Linked DNA regions of Mus musculus: all the other regions are linked to region 1. The links are chromatin contacts, called in public ChIA-PET and promoter capture Hi-C maps. All regions are on one chromosome and are shown on one strand. Each heading gives the region's core, a stretch centred on a gene start, on an enhancer-like site or on the middle of the called end of the contact. The rest is flanking DNA. Distances are from core to core; before and after follow the strand shown.

Region 1 (3,872 bases), core at 631-3,130:
TTGAAGCTTCCAGGGTGGAACTAAGATGGCTGCCAGCTTCTGGGGTAAAGACTGGCCCTGTTTCACAGCTCCCAGACCTACAATGCTGAGGAGGTGGAGTTCATCTTTGCCGTGGATGACGACGGCAATACCATCAACAAGATTGACATTGACACGGCAGCTTTTACCGGTGAAGGGATATACCCCCTTTCCAAAAATTCTTCTCCCAGATAAGGTTCAAGGGGGGACGTTCAGGGTAGGGCTTGGCCTGAACCACACAACCGGAAGCTGAGCTTCTTGAAGTCAGTCTAGATGTGTTGTTTCCACACCCCCACCAGAAATGCCCCTCTCTACCATTCTGCCCCCGTGCTAACAGCCCAGGTTTCAAGCAGCCCTCTTGGCCTGGAGTTGCAGGTGTGCGGGCTGACTGTGCCCTATGTCCTGCAGAGAATGGAGAATGGGCCATAGACTACTGCCCAGGCATGATTCGCCGCTATGAGGGAGGTTCCACAGAAGGTCCTGGAGAAACTGACGTCATCTATACGCTCATCATCCGCCGGAAGCCGCTTTTTTACGTCATTAACATCATTGTGCCTTGCGTGCTCATTTCTGGCTTGGTGCTGCTCGCTTACTTCCTGCCTGCGCAGGGTAAGGGGTGACCCTGACTCCTGAACCCCAGGCTGGGCTTGCTCCCTGGCTTGCCTCTCACAGCTTGCTCCCTCTAGCTGGTGGCCAGAAATGCACGGTCTCTATCAACGTCCTGCTAGCCCAGACTGTCTTCTTGTTTCTAATTGCCCAGAAAATTCCAGAGACTTCTCTGAGCGTGCCACTGCTGGGCAGGTAATCTCAAAGTGGATCCCACAGAGATAGGGGCATGCATGGAGAATGTAGCCAAAGAAGGCTTGCATAGGGACCTGGTGTTGTCCCGTTCTGGACTTTTATTTGGACACAGGGTTGGACTGGGACAGTGATGGATTATCTGTTCCCCCATTCTCCTCACTGCTGCTGGGCGACACCTTGAGGTTTCCCGAGTCTCTCTGTTAAGAGGACAGTATAGTTCAGCATCTCCTTAATCATACCTCCTCTGACCCATGTCGCACCCTTTATCCCAAACGCACCGGATCCCCAGGGACCCCAAGGCCCAGTTGGCATAGGGTTTGTGGCAGAGATGAGGTAGACCCGTGCAAACCTCGTCCACACAGGTACAACCACGCCCCCTGGATCAGGTACCGGGCACTTGCGCCAGCTGCCGTTCCAGCTTGCCGAATCCCCTGCCCTGCGGCCAGGGCTACACGGGCCAGCGCCCTACCAGGATCCCCAGTGTCTGGGGCTGGGCCTGGGCAGTCGTTGCCGCCGTCCAGTCGCTGCACCTCCTGCTGCAGCCACAGGGCCGAGATCTACATTGGGGCATATGGGCTAGAGGTCCTTGCTTTTGTTGGCCTAGCCCTCTCCCCCTTTTATTCCCATCCCTCAGCCTCCCAGAGCAGCACCTCTAACAAGGTGGCTCCAAAGCTCATGATGCTGGCTGCAGCTTCTCTTAGCACCAGCCCTAGGGTGGCCTTCTGGGTGGGCGACTTGTCGGATTCCAGGGGGTCCTGGGACTTAAGCTCTCTGAACCTTTGCACCAGATATTCGTGAGCTGCGGCCACAGCAAGTTCCAGGGAAGATAGAAGTGGAGGCTGTAAGGCCACCTGGAGGAGCAAGGGTAGTGAGTGGAATGATCACATGGAAAGGGCCATAGCAGGAAGAGCTGGGGACCTCTCCAGATTCTGCCATTCTAATACCCTCACCTCGGTGGAGCTGTGGAAGTGGTAGACCCACAGCAGGGTGTCCAAATTGCTGGGAATCCCCTTCATGTCCGCAACAGATGGTATATGCAGAAGGGCCAGGACAATACTGGCATCGTTGAGGAGGATCAAGAAGTAACGCCACCAGCTGTGCGGAGGTGGTATTTGTGAGGTAGAGGGCAGCTAGTGCCTTGTTTGTGGGGTGCTGTGACATCAGGCTTCTGTATATCAGGTATCTTATATTCGTCATGGTGGTTGCCACGCTCATTGTCATGAATTGCGTCATCGTGCTCAACGTATCTTTGAGGACGCCAACGACTCATGCTACATCCCCTCGGCTGCGCCAGGTAAGCGCTGGTTGGAGAAAGTACTGCCCAGGGGTGGGAAGCGGGCTTGGAACCTCTCTCTGCCCCGGCTGCAGATTTTATTAGAGCTGCTGCCGCGTCTCCTGGGCTCGAGCCCACCCCCAGAGGATCCCCGAACTGCCTCACCAGCGAGGCGTGCCTCGTCTGTGGGCATTCTGCTCAGAGCGGAGGAGCTCATCTTGAAAAAGCCGCGGAGCGAACTCGTGTTTGAGGGTCAGAGGCATCGGCACGGAACTTGGACCGGTAAGCACTGCTCTTGGGTCAAAGGCATACACTCGCCGTTAGGGACGCTCTTTTAATGACCTAGCGCTTGCTGTTGCCTTAGCAGCAGCCCTCTGCCAGAACCTGGGTGCTGCAGCCCCAGAAATCCGCTGCTGTGTGGATGCTGTGAACTTTGTGGCTGAGAGCACAAGAGACCAGGAAGCCACTGGAGAGGTGGGTTGGGAGGTTGAGGCGGAGCAGTGCTAGATGCCCCGCCCTCCAGGCTCCTCCCTCGCTAAGCTCTCTCTCACAGGAACTGTCCGACTGGGTGCGTATGGGGAAGGCCCTGGACAATGTCTGTTTTTGGGCAGCTTTGGTGCTCTTCAGCGTTGGTTCTACTCTCATCTTCCTTGGGGGTTACTTCAACCAAGTTCCTGATCTCCCTTACCCACCGTGCATCCAACCATGAGCCTGCACTGGCACCCACCTCTCCCCCACCCCCCAAGAAAGAGATTTTGAAAACAGGCCGCTGACAATAAATCTGGTTTGTGAACTTGCAGGAGGGGTTGTGTGGTCATGTGGGTGGGTCCAACTCCTCAGGGAAGTAGAAGATGGGTGGGTGGTTTGGTCAGGCACTTGGAGGCAATTGGTTCAATTTTGCTCTTGGCTCCTTCTAACCTAAAGAATGTTTATCTAGTTGATAGCCAATGAGGTTTTTACAAGACCCAGATATAGAAACACTGAAGCCAGAAGTCTGGCCTGGCCCTGCTGGGGCTGGTAAAAACTATTCTCAAAGGGTCCTACCGTGTCAGGACTGATCCCTGGCCTATTCATCCACCTTACTTCGTCTCTATTATCACAGTAACTTCACAGAGCCTAATGCCTTTCCTCTACCCTCTGCATTCTCAACTCTCAAATCTCTCCAGGATTGAGAGAGAACAATAGTAGGATCTCAAAATGGTGGAAGCTGGTTGAATTGTCTTTATTAACAAAGGGGATATATCCAAGGCCACTACATTGAGAAAGGATACAGGAGGGAGAAGGGCTACTTGCTGCTCACACTATATACAGATGCAAGCAAGGGAGGATAAAGGCTGGGAGCTCTGAGCTCTCTCCTTCTAGGGAAGGGGAGAGGCTAGAAGGGGTGGGAGTGGGGAGGAAAGGGGGGAATGTTTTGGCTATGGGGTCCCTCCTCCATTCCCTGGGGGTTGGGGGGGAATCATTAAAGTGCTTTCAGAAAATGAGGAATGGTCCCTGCCCCTGGAGTGGCTGGTGACCGCCCCGCCTCCAGAACCCAGGGCCCAGTGAACACCCCCCCCCCAGAGTCTGGTACATTCAAGGGGGGAGCCGGCTCCCCTGGCGTGCAAATAAAGGGGTCAGGGCCCTGCTCATTCAGCAGCAATGGGGTAAGGGGTCCAAGCCCCAAGCGCTCTCCTCTTCTGTGGAGAAAAGGGGAGGAGCAAGTCCCACTCAATTCCTGGTAAGGGGAAGGAAGCTGTGTCATTCCCCACAAGTTGGGGAAAGGCACAGTTTTGAGAAT
Region 2 (3,537 bases), core at 56-2,555, 290 kb after region 1:
TCCAGGACAACCAGGGCTGTCTCAGCTCTCCTGGGAAGGGCGAGTGCAGGACCACAACTGGGCTCACAGAGACCTGGGGACCTGGGACTCTGCAGGGGTCCTGGAGTGAAAGGAACACAAGAAAGGGGTTGGGCCTGTCTCCAAAAACAAACAACAAGAAAGGCTGAGGGAAAACTGGTAAAGAACTAGACAAGTTGCATTTAGTGTTTGTTCTGCAAGATCCTTCAAGCACCCGCTCCACTATAAACTAATGGCAAGTCCGTGTCCTCCCCCCCCCCCCCCCCCCGTTTGTCTGAGAAAGTACATCTATACTTTTAGATTCAGGTCTCAGTCGCATGTTTTTTTGTTTTGTTTTGTTTTGTTTTGTTGTTTTTGTTTTTGTTTTTGTTTTTTTCGAGACAGGGTTTCTCTGTGAAGCCCTGGCTATCCTGGCACTCACTTTGTAGACCAGGCTGGCCTCGAACTCAGAAATCCGCCTGCCTCTGCCTCCCGAGTGCTGGGATTAAAGGCGTGCACCACGCCCGGCTCTCAGCCGCATGTTTTGACGGACTCTTCGACCACGAGGCAAGGGATCAGTTAGTTAAGTAGTTAGCTCTTAAGCAAAATCCATTGTGGATTCAGGGACTTTTGTCCACAGGAGCACAGGAGCACCTGGACAGAGGCAGGAGTGTCACAGGACAGAGAGGTATACCCCTGTACTCGCTCTGAGGAGGAAGGGGGGCCGAACTCTGGGAGATGTGGTGGGAAGACTTAGTCCTGAAGAGAGTCCTCTCTCCTGTTCCTTTCCCTGTCCCCTTCCCTGCAGTTTGTCCACAGTATGGGTGCTCAGCCTAAAGCTTTGTCTTCAAAGATCAGGTTTCAGGGAGGTCCAATGGAAACTTCCAGACTATAGGGAAATTCCAAACTCCCTCCTCGGGCTCTCCAGTTTGAACAATGAACACCTCTACTGCACCTGTCCTCAACAAAAACAACAACAAAACTCTTTGGTCCTTGCCAAGATGCTAAGCTCACTTCCACGGAAAAGCGCGCCCCACCCAAAGCCTTTCTACTGCTGTCATCACTGCCTGCTGCGCTTTTTTTTTCCACTAAAATTGGGTGGGCGTGAGACTTAGCTAGCTGATGTGCTTAGCTCAGGGCTGGGCATGAAGCCCTTGCCAAGAAAACAAGGTAGGGATGCATTTTTGGAAACTGCTGGCAAACCATCTAGAGACAGTGAAGGTGAGAATCAGATACCTGCTCCTTAGTTGGGGAGGGACCTGAGTGGGCGGGGGCAATTCAAATACACCAAACTCTGGTCTAGGTGTGACTCTCTGGAGGCAGCCTCTCAGATCCTCTTAAGAGCAGTTTCCCCCCAGGTCCCTCTAGAGGATCAGCCGAGATGGTCAAGTACAAGATCCTCGTAGCCACTGGAGACTCGGTTTTTGCGGGCTCCGCCAACCTGGTGCATCTGTGGCTGGTGGGCGAGCATGGAGAGGCGGACCTTGGGAAGCAGCTGCGGCCACTGCTGGGAAGGGTGAGTGCCGGCCACTACGTGGGGCTCTCGCGGAGAACCGGGGATCTGAGACTCTGCAGGGGTTCTGGGAACTGTGGGGAGGGGAGGAAGCCTGATCCCAGAGAACCACTGAGAAGGTGATCCGGGAGTGATAGCAGGCGCAGGTGGGCTGGCTGCGAGAAAAGGGGACAGAGAAAGGAATAGGAGAGAGGGGCTGGGCAGAAAGAGGGGGCGGGGATGAGACAACACTGGGGAGCGCTGCAGGTGCACAGAGGAGCCTGGAGCCCAGCAGAGCGCCCCGCTCCTTCCTCGACGCCACTCGGTTCAGGTCTCTTTCCTTGAGTGCTTCTTAGAAGGGCAATTGGAGCCAAAGCCAAGCTTCTCCGAGGGCTCACTGACACTGCTGCCCACACGGAGGACCCCAGACTTGCTTAGGAGCTGTGTCCTATCCCACAGAAGACAGAGCTGGAGGTCGACGTCCCCTTGCATCTAGGGCGCCTCCTGGCGGTGAAGCTGCGCAAACAGAAAGGCCTATTGGATTCTGACTGGTTCTGCAAGAGCATCACTGTGCAGGGCCCTGGGACCCAAGGAGAAGCCTTTTTCCCCTGCTACAGTTGGGTGCAGGGCAAGGAGACTATCTGCCTAACCGAGGGCACTGGTGAGGACTCTGGCGGTGCCGCTGAAGGATGCAGGAGGTCGTTGGGCTTGTTATGAAATAAATTACAGAAAAGATTAGAGATAGAGGGGAGCGGGGGAGACGAGAAAGGATGAGATGGAGGGCACAGAGCGGTGCCCTAAGAGGACACACTTTTGTGTCTGCTTCTTCCAGCCCTGAAGGTAACTGATGACACTCAGAACCTGTTTAGGAAGTATCGAGAGCAGGAGCTGGAGAACAGAAGGAATGTGTATCGGTGAGTTCAAGAAAACTGTCGATCGCCCTCTAGAGCCTCCAAACCCACTGTCTCACGTAAGGCTCCGTATCTGTTCCCCAGGTGGGGCTCCTGGAAGGAGGGATTAATCCTGCCTATAGCAGGGAGTACTGAACGGGACCTCCCCCGGAACCAGAGATTCATGAAGGATAAGGATTTAGATTTTTCCCTCTCTCTGGTCAAAGAGTGAGTACTTGGTTGAGTTTGCGCAGTTTCGCCTTAAGCTGTAAGGTGGGCTCTTTCTTGATCTTCTTGCACGGTGTTCTTTGCACAGGTTGAAGAACTTTGCTATTAAGGGGACTCTAGATTTTGTAAGTCGTGTACAAAAGCTGGAAGATTACCAGAAAGTATTCCCACATACAAAGACTGCTCTGCCTGGTCAGTGACCACAATTTCCTAAAGTCTCTTTAATCAGAATTCCAACCCAGCTATCCGAGAGAACTGGGGAGAGAGGGCAGGAGATGATGGGTTGGCTGGAGGGCACGTTTAGAGCTCACACTGTGTTCTCAACGGATGTCTTCAGAGCGGGTCCGTGGTTCCTGGAAGGAAGATGCTCTCTTTGGGTACCAGTTCCTCAACGGTGCAAACCCCATGCTCCTGAGGCGGTCCATGCGCCTTCCAGCCCGGCTGGTCCTGCCTCCAGGGATGGAAGACGTACAGACCCAGCTGGAGAAGGAGCTCAAGGTGCTGAGCTGCCTCTGTTTAGCTTATGCACCCAACCCCATCCCCATGGTTCTGACCGATTTCTTTCCCTTTCCTTGCTTCCTTCCCCCCCACCTCTCCTTGTGTGACTCCATCATCAATACCCTCCTTTATCTGCATTTAGGATTTCTTTTCTTAGATCATTTTTTAAGGTTAGCATACAAAATGGTGACAGGTTTCATCATCACTTGGAGTTTCTCAACTTTGGAGCTATGCCATGGTTGTGACCTATATAATTCTTTCTTTTAGGGTGTTCCCCTGTATAGTAATGTCCTAGTAATATCTCCTGCCTCTTACCTATTAGATGTCAGTAGTACATCTTTTGTGACAACCAAAAATATTGCCAAATGGTGGCGGGCTGTGTGAGGGGGGTGGAGCAGAATTACCTGTGGCTGAAATTTGTAACTGATGTAG
Region 3 (4,060 bases), core at 622-3,121, 320 kb after region 1:
CCTGTTAGTGTGGGTACACACATGACTCTGGAGGCCTGAGGTTGACTTTGACTATCTTTCCTCAATTCCTCTCCACCTTAGTTTTGAGACAGGATGTCCCACTGAACTTGAAGTCCTCAGGCTAGCTGGCTAAGAAGTTCAGGTCCAGCTGTGTCTCCCCCACAGTGCTGGGCTACAGGTCACACGGCCACATCTGGATTCCTATGGGAATGACGGGATCAAAGGCATGAGACCCTCACATTTCCCTAGGGGCTTTACTGATCAAGGCAACCCCCCACCTCTGTGCAAGCCACAGAGGACAAATTCCAGCCAACGAAGAGACATTCTGTGCAAGGGGCTGAGTGTACGTACTGATACACACATATGTACACAAGTACGCATGTGCACACACACACATACACATGCACACATGCACATGCAGGTGCAGGCACATGCACACATACTGCAGAAGCACGATGAGAAGAATGTTATGGGTTGGGAGAAAGTAGTGTGGGAGTTGTGTAAGCATCAAAAGAGAAAGCCGGTAGAAAGGTTGGAAATTTGAATAAGCCCCTGGCCTAAAAATATGTCTAACAAGAAAGGGATAGAAGAGAGTTACGATTGGGTTTTCAAGTTCAGTGGCAGAGAAAACCCAACAGAAATAGAACACAAAATAATCTTAGCATTGCTAACAGAAGGAGCTGTCAGTTGAGTTGATCAAGATCCTGTGATTACTGTGGTCACTGTGAGGATCAATATACAGCCTTCCCGAGTATGTGTAAAGTTATGATTTAAAGCAAAGCCAACAGATGGGTGTGGTGGCACACACCTTTAGTCCTGGCCCTCAGTGGGCAGAGGCAGGTGAATCTCTGTGAATTCAAGGCCAGCATGGTCTACATACAGAGTTCTGGGTTAGCCCAGGGCTACATAGTAGATGATGTCTTAAATTAAAAAAAAAAATAAATGTAAAGCAAACAGTCCATTTATGAAACAATGTAAATATTTTCTGTGTAAATAGACCTACAGACACATGAAATCAATATACATACTTGGAGAGAATTGTGGCATCCAGAAGCAGACATATACGACAGTAAATGTAAGTCAACTTATTGCACCTACTGCTAGAAAATAAGTTTGTGTTAGCATAAAGCTGCACATAAAAGACATGCTTAAAACTAATCAGGAGGCTAAGTGAAGAGGGTTTGTGTTTGTGGATTAGTTTGGGTGTTAGTATAAGCTCATGTTTAGCTTTCTCAATATGGATGGTTATATATTAAAATATTGCTGTGGGGCTAGAGAGATGGCTCAGCGGTTACGAGCATTGACCGCTCTTCCAGAGGTCTTGAGTTCAAATTCCAGCAACCACATAGTGGCTCCCGACCATCTGTAATGAGATCTGATGCCCTTTTCTGGTGTGTCTGAAGACAACTAAGGTGTACTCATATATAATAAATAAATAAATATTTAAAAACGAAAAAATTTGCTGGGCAGTGGTGGTGTACGCCTTTAATCCCAGCACTTGGGAGGCAGAGGCAGGCGGATTTCTGAGTTCGAGGCCAGCCTGGTCTACATAGTGAGTTCCGGGACAGCCAGGGCTACATAGAGAAACCTATTTCAATAAACCAAAAAAGATAAAAATAAATAAATAAAAAATAAAAAATTGCTGGACGTAATCCTAGAGCTTGAGTGGTAGAGGCAGGAGGATCACAAGTCCAAGGCCATTCCCTATTGCATAGCAAGTTCAAGGTGCTGTGGATTTCAGACTTCTGAGAGAAGTCAGACACTGGAGGGGAGACCAGAGAATCATCTGCATCTCTCTTAGGAGAGGAGAGAGCAGGCATCAGAGGACTGAGCCTGGAGACACACCTCCTCTCTGGTGTGAGGGGCAGGAAGGAAGGCGTTTGGGTGAGCCTCAGCACCTGCACAGGAAACTGCTGTCTTCTAAGTGTAAATTTGTCTTATATATGATTTGAAATCTTGAGAGACGGGGTGTGAAGACACACAGAACATTTTTAGGGACCGTGGGAGCAAGGCACGCCCTTCAATTGTGTGTAACCTTTTATAGTTAGCAGGCACTGTGTGCATAAATACTGCCCTCCCGCTCTGCAGCCGAAGAACACTGGTGATAAACAGTTCTGCTTCCGCCACCCACCTTATCCCTCCTTAGCCAGTATCCTCGGTCCTCTCACGACAAGCCCCTAATCACGCCACAGCCTGCTCCAATTTCCTCAAAGTGTCAGCCAGCCAGCTACTGTTTGTTGGATGGGAGGGGAAATTCTTCAAGGGTCAGACGTGAGTTTGATCCTGGCACAGTGGTATACATCTGTGATCCCAATACTCCCGAGGCTGAGGCAGGGAATGGAGAATTCAAGTCCAGCCCTGGGAAACTTGCTTCTGCTTCTGAGGTTTTGCCAGTGGTGGCTCTCACACCCACTCCATTCCACCTTCTTCTGGGTTGCGTCCTTAAAGATGGCAGCTTCAGGAAGACCCCAAATGTGTGGCTTCAATCAAGCCTTGTGCCTGCTGCCCTGGGATGGGATATCCTCTAGGCAAATAGTAACACAAACACAGTGGTAATTTCCCTCTGCGTAGTGGGAGGTGCTGCCTCTCCTGGGAGGTCGGAAGGGTAGACTTTCCTGTGCAACAAAGAAACCGTGGCTCAGATGAGCTGCAAGCTGCACAGGCCCAGAGAGCCACTAGAACTCAGGATTTCTGATTCCAAGCTCAGTGTGTGTGTGTGTGTGTGTGTGTGTGTGTGTGTATCATATGTATTTTGTTGCAGTGACTTCTTAGGTATTTAATGTTAAATTATTTTATGATACTTAAATATAATTTGTTATTCAGCATTATTAGGCTTCATGTTTTCTTCATCTTACTGAATTTGTTAATAATGAAGAGTGTGCTGAAAATAAAGGACTCTTCATCCAGAAAACAATACATCTACAGGAAGTTTAGATAGGATTTAGGAGACCCATATATATTTTAAACCCAGCAACGAGGAGGAGGATGCTTGGGGTCTATACTGATAACTTAGCTATAAAGTCTGTGGCCTTAAGGTCTCTATTTGTAAGAACTACTTTACAAGATCATGGCTTAGAAGCCAAGCGCCGGACTTTTTTTTTTTTTTCCCAATTTGAGGTGATTGCACAATAGACTCATGGACCAACAACAAAGGCAGTCAGTTGGAGCAACGTACCTCTGATAGCCATGGAGTCACAGAAAGCCAGTCTCTTGAAATAGGACAACATAGAAAACCAGGAGATTTGACAGGGACAAACTAAAAATTTCGCAGAAACTATTTTTAGACAATAGTAAAAGAAATTTTGCTTATGAACCCGGAAAGGATGATATCTGATGGTCAGAGCCTGGGAGTGGTTGCCAAGCAACCCTGTAGCTCCCCAGTGGACTCAGTCCTGAAGACTGATTGGAACCAGTAGTCCAGCCTTATCACGAGGGGAGGTGCTTAGACTTATTGCAACTTGATATGCTATGTCTAGTAGATATCCGTGGGAGACCTGTCCTTTTCTGAAGGGAAACTGAGGAGTGGACAGGGGTGGGGGTGAGGGTGGAAGAGGGGAGATGTGGAGGAGGGACTGGGAGGAGAGAAGAAGGGAGCACTGTGGTTGGGATATAATATATGAAAGAATAAATAAATTTTAAAAAGAAAAAGAGATTTAGTTTTTCCGTAAGCTTAAATTTTTCTCTGAAAATAATCTAATTTTTTGAGTGTAGGCTATAAATGTTCTTCTCAAGAAACATGTAGAATCAAACACTTTATCTCAGTTCATAGGAGCAAACTTAGCGAGATGCATCTTTAAAAGAGATGATAAAGAAGGGCTCATTCCAGGATGGAGATGAGCCACTGTTCCTGATTGGACAAGCCAAGAGGCACCCAGACAAAGCCCACAGGGGTCCTCTGAGGGGCAGACTGACCTTTCTTGTTTTGTTTACTAATTCCTTGGCTTTTGACACAGAATCTCACCGAGTGGCTCAGGCTGGACCTGAATGAATGATTCTGCCTTGGTGCTAGGGTTACAGCTGTATGTTACAGCTGTACTCTTTTTTTTTTTTAACTCAGCTG

What was found. Promoter capture Hi-C pulls out the DNA fragments that hold promoters and counts their contacts. ChIA-PET counts read pairs in DNA pulled down with a chosen protein or histone mark.
Region 2: a contact with region 1 is called in a promoter capture Hi-C map of stem cell-derived epiblast-like cells, with 3 times the contacts expected there. The contact joins the promoter of Alox12e here to the promoter of 4930544D05Rik in region 1. A contact is called at or near these places in 19 of 39 promoter capture datasets (the C10 cell line, the HPC-7 cell line, cranial neural crest and 11 more), 1 of 15 datasets of contacts at CTCF or cohesin (embryonic stem cells), 30 of 484 Hi-C or Micro-C datasets (B cells, the Ba/F3 cell line, the G1E-ER4 cell line and 9 more), 3 of 115 datasets of contacts at active chromatin or transcription factors (bone marrow-derived macrophages and embryonic stem cells) and 5 of 9 other capture datasets (adipose tissue, embryonic stem cells, liver and 2 more).
Region 3: an RNA polymerase II ChIA-PET map of memory CD8 T cells shows a contact between it and region 1, with 10 read pairs. The contact joins the enhancer-like site here to the promoter of 4930544D05Rik in region 1. A contact is called at or near these places in 7 of 39 promoter capture datasets (the 3T3-L1 cell line, cranial neural crest, embryonic stem cells and 3 more) and 1 of 115 datasets of contacts at active chromatin or transcription factors (memory CD8 T cells).

What each region holds. Positions count from the first base shown.
Region 1 is chr11:70,613,902-70,617,773 of GRCm38.p6, reverse strand. It overlaps 4930544D05Rik (RIKEN cDNA 4930544D05 gene), which reads right to left and starts at 1,880. Exons shown (of 4, transcript NM_001145537.1): 1 at 1,770-1,880; 2 at 1,470-1,670; 3 at 1,169-1,376; 4 at 884-1,016. The coding sequence starts at 1,835. The coding sequence ends at 976. Chrne (cholinergic receptor, nicotinic, epsilon polypeptide) reads left to right here. Exons shown (of 12, transcript NM_009603.1): 6 at 69-169; 7 at 427-627; 8 at 705-819; 9 at 1,999-2,113; 10 at 2,188-2,374; 11 at 2,460-2,566; 12 at 2,646-2,891. The coding sequence ends at 2,801. It overlaps Mink1 (misshapen-like kinase 1 (zebrafish)), which reads right to left. Exons shown (of 33, transcript NM_001045964.1): 33 at 3,292-3,872.
Region 2 is chr11:70,320,298-70,323,834 of GRCm38.p6, reverse strand. It overlaps Alox12e (arachidonate lipoxygenase, epidermal), which reads left to right and starts at 1,305. Exons shown (of 14, transcript NM_145684.2): 1 at 1,305-1,513; 2 at 1,949-2,150; 3 at 2,322-2,403; 4 at 2,485-2,607; 5 at 2,696-2,799; 6 at 2,945-3,105. The coding sequence starts at 1,379.
Region 3 is chr11:70,296,117-70,300,176 of GRCm38.p6, reverse strand. No RefSeq gene overlaps it. Among named protein-coding and RNA genes, the nearest start is that of Gm40192, 7.1 kb to the right of the region's middle. Within about 2 kb of position 1,871, at least 57 of the 459 cell types and tissues checked have an H3K27ac peak or open chromatin away from gene starts, as enhancers often do. A contact at or near this core is called in memory CD8 T cells, where this site is marked.